Linked DNA regions of Pan troglodytes: region 1 is linked to region 2. A link is a contact called in public Hi-C data. All regions are on one chromosome and are shown on one strand. Each heading gives the region's core, a stretch centred on a gene start, on an enhancer-like site or on the middle of the called end of the contact. The rest is flanking DNA. Distances are from core to core; before and after follow the strand shown. Region 1 has its middle 77 kb from the start of B3GALT1. Region 2 has its middle 410 kb from the start of XIRP2.

What was found. Hi-C and Micro-C count contacts between places; a contact is called where the count stands out from the background.
Region 1: a contact with region 2 is called in a Hi-C map of stem cell-derived neural progenitor cells, with 6 times the contacts expected there. The contact joins two enhancer-like sites. A contact is called at or near these places in 1 of 7 Hi-C or Micro-C datasets (stem cell-derived neural progenitor cells) and 1 of 1 datasets of contacts at active chromatin or transcription factors (stem cell-derived excitatory neurons).

What each region holds. Positions count from the first base shown.
Region 1 is chr13:69,957,218-69,960,389 of NHGRI_mPanTro3-v2.0_pri, reverse strand. No RefSeq gene overlaps it. Among named protein-coding and RNA genes, the nearest start is that of B3GALT1, 77 kb to the right of the region's middle. Within about 2 kb of position 1,574, at least 6 of the 24 cell types and tissues checked have an H3K27ac peak or open chromatin away from gene starts, as enhancers often do. A contact at or near this core is called in stem cell-derived neural progenitor cells, where this site is marked.
Region 2 is chr13:69,309,130-69,311,963 of NHGRI_mPanTro3-v2.0_pri, reverse strand. No RefSeq gene overlaps it. Among named protein-coding and RNA genes, the nearest start is that of XIRP2, 410 kb to the right of the region's middle. Within about 2 kb of position 1,438, at least 23 of the 24 cell types and tissues checked have an H3K27ac peak or open chromatin away from gene starts, as enhancers often do. A contact at or near this core is called in stem cell-derived neural progenitor cells, where this site is marked.

The DNA of each region.
Region 1 (3,172 bases), core at 325-2,824, 650 kb before region 2:
GAATCAGATTGAGTACATTCAGGTAGTTTTTTATATACTTAAGTCTTCTTTTTCTCTTCCACACTCTGTGGGAAAAAAGGAACTCAGTGAATCAAAATGAAATGGAGAATTGAGGAAAAGCACAACCACACGGCCTACCGAGATGCCAGTGCTGTTCATGCTTATTGGGAAAGGCTGAATTCAGGTCCACCACACTATTTTCCCATTCTAGAGCATTGTATGAAGCTTGGTCCTATACATTATTGAGTTTGAGTCCCACAGTAGTTCTGTGATAATGTGGATACGTGCACTAAGGAACAGTATTAAGATCTATGTCTTACTGTGTGTTGTACCAAAAAGTTTGAAAGCCACTGCTTTGAGCCATTTTGAATGTTTTCTGGCTATTACTTGCAGCCCAAAGCAGTCACTCTGCTAAGCACATTATACTATCTCATTTAATCTTAACTCTGTCAGTTAAGTGTTATTACTCCCATTTTAAAGTGGAGAAAACTAAGTCTTGGAAAGACTAAGCTGCCCAAGATAACAAAATTAGTACTACAATATGAAGCAGGAATTCGAATGTAGGTTTATGGGGTTCCAAAGCCCATGCTCTTAATCATTATATCAGACAACCTCCTAATATAAGACAAGACACACTTTACTTCAGGTTTGCTGTGGGCCAGACATTAAGCCAAAAGCTTTTCCTACATTACCTTTCTGAAGCCTTTCCAACAACTTTAGGAAACTGGTTTCACTATCTGCATTTTATAGATGAGGAAATAGACGTACAGAGATTGTAAGTAACTTCTCCAAGGTCAGCCAGCTAGTAAACGGCAGAGGGGATTTGAACCTAATTCAGTCTGACTCGAGAGAATTTCCACTATACCATGCTGCCTTTCAAAGGGCAAATCCAGGTTTTGTGGAGCCTAAAGTTTATACATTTTGGAGTAAGAGACTCAACGTTTTGGGTACAAAATTATTTGCAGAAAATTAGGTAGAGTCTTGGAAGAGGCCTTGAAGATTATTGCTGGTCACTCCACCACCGTGCCATAGGCTTTTCATTGCACTTGCTTTTTATTTTGTTATTTGTATTATAACTAGCTTTTATGTTCTTCAGTCCCTTTTGTGATATGCCTTACAAATCCAGAAAGGTAAGTAATTTTCCCAAGATCAAAGAACAAGAAATAGTTGTATGAAAAGGGACCATTTCAGTGTGATTCTTTATCTTAAATAGACTTAAAAAATACAACTAAAAAATTTTAAATAAAAATAAACCAATTACATTCTGTGGTAGTAACATGTAAAACCCTAATGTCTTCTGCTGCAGCTTTGCTGCTGACTGTGTGACCTCACTCAAGTTCCATTTTACTTCATTAAGCCTCGGTGTACTCATTTTTAGATTGAGAGGGATTAATTAGTTGATTATTAACTTCCTTTCCAACATGAACATTCTAGAGGCCTAATTGAGCAGAGGAAGGAATAAACCGGTTGCTGCTTGACTGAACTGGTCCATCCATTCAGCTGTAACAGTTGAGCTGTTGGTGAATAGGGCTTTAGAAATTCCAATCAGCTAATTAGGGTCTTTTGTTATAGCAAAGAATTGTACAGGGAGAGTCAGGGACAATCTACTGGAGGTTACAAAGAGGTGGAGGGTCATTGCTCTACAATGCAGCTTTATTGCTTTCTGCTTTTTCCCCTGGAGCCTCTTAAAGAAAGCTGGTGGGCAGGAGGAGGGGGAGAGAAAGAGACAGCCTCATCTTCATCCTGCAAAAATCTGCAGACAGCTCTAGGCATCAGGTGAGCATAGCCCTAAGGGCTCCTCTCAGGATCTGGGCTGCTTTTGTGGATATTATGGTGGCACCATCCCTCTTGCTTGGAGCTTTCCCCTTCTTTTGGGTGTGGCTGTGAATCGGGGTATGAATGGCCAGAACAGACAGTGGGCATAACTGAGGAAGCGAGAAGTGAGGAGGAAAGAGTCTGACAAATAGTCCTACCCACTCTCAACTGGAGAAAGATAAGGTTCATGAATTTGGAAAGGAGAGCTCTATTTCTCATAAACGGTTGCAGCCTGCAGGGTGACCTTCTCACAGGCTAGGAAGCATAGCCTCTGGCCAGATGCCAGGAACAGACACTTTAAGGGAGGGGCAAAGAGAACAGGAATTTATAATCAACAGGGTGGCCAAATATACATATTCAATAAGCTATAGGAGGAGTTATGAATATTTATAAGAGGAGAAATAGGTGCATGTGCGATTGAGCTTCATGCCCCTTCATTTGACCCATATTCAAGAAATGGCGGCCTCAACATGATCTGAGGGTGAAGTTTTCACCCCTCTGATGTCAAAAGGTGAAGCCGAAGACGTGGAAACCCTTTCTGCACATTCTCTGTGGACTGGCCAAGACCACTCAGTGGTTGGTAGTCTCTCATCTGGCGAAAAAGGAGAGGCAGGGTCAGGTGGTTGGGTCGTATCAGAGGAGGAGTCTTTTGAAAAGGTCTGGTTTCTGTTTAGCCCTTAGGGAAGAAAGCCCAATAGCTTTCTTAGCTATTAACTAAGCTAATCAGCTTAGTTAGCAAGGGATGGGGTTCAACAAGATGTGTCTTACTCCCCCCATTCTGTTGCTTCTGGAAAGAGTCCAATCTAGATCCCAAGAGAGGGCTCTTGTACTTCATGCAAGAAAGAATTTGGGGCAAGTCCATAAAGTAAAGTGAAAGCAAGTTTATTAAGAAAGTAAAGGAATAAAAGAATGACTACTCCATAGGCAGAGCAGTGGTATGGGCTGCTCAACTGAGTATACTCATAGTTATTTCTTGATTATATGGTAAACAAAGGGTAGATTATTTATGAGTTTTCCAGGACAGGGGCAGGCGATTCCTGGAATTGAGGGTTCCTCCCACTTGTAGACCATATAGGGTAACTTCTTGGCATTGCCATGGCATTTGTAAATTGTCATGGCTCTGGTAGGTGTGTCTTTTTAGCATGCTGATTTATTGTAATTAGATATAATGAGCAGGGAGGATGAGCAGAGGTCACTTTTGTCACCATCTTGGGTTTGGTGGTTTTTGGCCTGCTTCTTTACTGTATCACGTTTTGTCAGCAGGGTTTTTGTGACCTTTATCTTGTGATACCAGGCCTTACCCACCTCCTCTCCCATCCTGTGACTAACAATGTCTGACCTCCTGGGAACGCAGCCC
Region 2 (2,834 bases), core at 189-2,688:
CAACAGCTTTATCAAATAAGATAATCTAATATGAAACAAAAACGCTCTGGAGGCAGCTGGGTACCCTAACCTGGTTACTCTGCGTGGTTAACGTGCCCTAGGTCTGATGGACCAGACCCCAGCGGGCCTGAACTTTGTCGGAAGGCGGAGCCGCCAGGCATTTGGCAGCTGCCAGAGGCGCACCAGGCCGGGTCTCAACCTGGGAGGTCAGCGGGCCAAAGCGGCCTGGGGAGGCAGTGGCCCCACCTGGACGCCGGGCCGTCGGGCGTCCGAGCCCCGCTCTGCCTCCACCAAGCTGTCCCGCTGCGCCCTACGCCGCCACCAGGCAGGAGGAGCCGCTACCAGTACCTCAGAGTGGGACTCTCCATCCTCAAGTCTGCGCTCCAGAAAAGTGTAGCAAGCCTCCCACGCGGGGCTTCAGACACCTAAAAGTCGCCACTCCCCCAAGAGTAACCTCCACCCCCACCCCCAACTTCTCTTTCCTCCTTTTCTTCAGCAATGTGGACCAACAGTTACTTTTCCCTCTCCTCCCTTCCCCTCCGAAGTCCCCGGGGCAAAGTGGGACTTTGGGGAGCCTCGTGGAACGCGCCTCTCCCCTGGCGCGCCAGGTCCACAGCTCCTTTTAATCACCGCAATAAAGTTCAATTTGCTCGGCTCTTTACGAGCCACGGTGGACTTTCCCGTGCGCTCCGTGCGTTCTACCTCCCGCCGAGCCAACAGCATCCTACTCACTCCAGCCCAGCTTGGGTCCTTGAAGGACGTCGGGCCACGCAGAGGGGACCCACTGTTCTCGCTGCAAAGTGCCCCAAGCCGCGCGCGCGCACACACGCATCCACATCCACACTCACACAATGCCATCCCCGCGCTGTCAAAGTCTGTCAGCGCGGAAGGGAGAACGCACCAGCTGGAGCCGCACGGGCGCGGGCAGTAGCCCAGCCCAGCGTCGGGACACACAGTCCGGGTCCCAACACCTTCGTCGGGATGCCCCGGCCACCACGCGCCTCGTAACCCCCAAAGACCACGCCAGCCGTCCCGGGGGCCTCGCGGGCGCTGCCGGACAGAACCTTACCCGCGGGGCGCGTGGTCTCCGGCCGCTGGGCTGGCGCGCGGGCCACAGGGACGCTGCAGCCAGGGTCCCGAAGATGCTGCTGCTCCGCTGCCGCTGCCCCGATCCCCGGCGCCAGCATCACTTCTCTGCCGCCCCCGCCTCCTCGTGCTCCGCTCTCTCGGCCGCCCCTCCCCGGCGGCCGCCTGCAAGACCGGCAGCGCCGGCGGCGCGGCGGGGTGGGCAGCAGCGGAGGCGGCGGCGGCGCCCGCGCGAGCTCGCCCAGCTGCACTAGCCGAGCAGCCGCGGCGGCAGCCGAAGCACCCGAGCCCGGCTGCGCTTCCCCGGCGATGGCTCTGGCCTCGGCGACTGACAACGCCCGGCAGCCAATCGCTGCCTCGCCCCGCTCGGCGGGGGGAGACCAATCAGAGCGGAAGGCCCAAGGTTTTCCTCCGCCTTTGCTCAGCGGGCTTGTTTCCGGGAGAGGCAGCGACGCTGCTGGGGTTTGGGATGGGGGAGGCGCGGGAGGGGCGCAGGATGGGGGACTCGTGGCCCCGTAGCCTTAGGTGAGAAGGGAAAGCCGGGCCCGCAGGGGTGGGCCTGGGGCGCTTTCTGACCGCCAGGAGCCCGCGGCTTGGCAGGAAAGGGCGCCGCCGGGTGACTCTGTCCCCAGAGCCTCGTCCCTGCGGTTCAGCGTCTTGGCATCGCTGGGGCGAGGGGGGAGCGGGGAGGGGTCGCGGGACCCGAGTACGAACGGCGCGGCTGGAGAGCGAATCCCAGGAGGTGGTCGCCGCCTTGAAGGAATCACGCGAACAGTCACCAGACAGCGCCCCCGTCCTTCTCCCTTTGGCAGCTGAAAAGAGTACTACTTCTTAGGCTTCGAACCACTCCTCATAGTAATCAGCCACGAAGTGTCCCCAGCTAGCAAAGAGGCACACGGAGAAATGTCGGAGTTGTAGGCAGAGTGGACCTTCCCCATCTTCCCTCCAAATAAACGCCCCTCACCTCCCCACCCCAAACGCAACAAACAAACAAACAAAAAACCTTGAGAATGGGGAAAGATAATTTAAGCAGCCAACCTAATCGGTTTGCTTCATTTTTTCCTTTTTCTTTGGATAATCAAGTCTGAATGTTCTAATAGTTTTTATTTTTAATGTGTGTTTGACTCAAACACTAGCGAAGTAATGTTATTTAGCAATAAAAGAAAAAGAAAACAAAAGCCACAAAATGTTTTTCTGCACCACTCTCCCCTAAATTGTAATGATCTTCCCTTATGGAACATTTTTAGTTTCTTTAGTACAAATATGTTTGAATGGCTCAGAGTTCTACCAATAAGTTTATATTACAATGTTCTAGTAAAAAAAAAAAAGTTGTACATGAAGGTTTTAATAAGCTTGGGACCTTCCCAAAGTGACCCTCTCTGATAAATAGTCATACCCACCTCACAACGTTGTTGTGAGGGTCAAAAATCAAGTGTGTATATCAGCTACATAGTTGACAAATTGCTGGAATTCAATGTGTCTTAGCTATGATGCTGAAGCTCTTCTTGCTAATTGTATTTTTAAGGGATCCTTTTTGTTTGCAATAATAATCACCCTTTTCTTCACTTACCTTACTCTTTAAAAACTCCATATATCCTGTGATCACCAAAACAAACCCTGTCTAAATTTTACTAGCATTATGAGGAAAATTTGATTGCAAAATAGATGTGTATTGCCATCTTTTAGTACTATAGAAAGTACGTGCATATCATCACTGTTTTTTCCAATTCTCTTATGCCTTCCTCCCC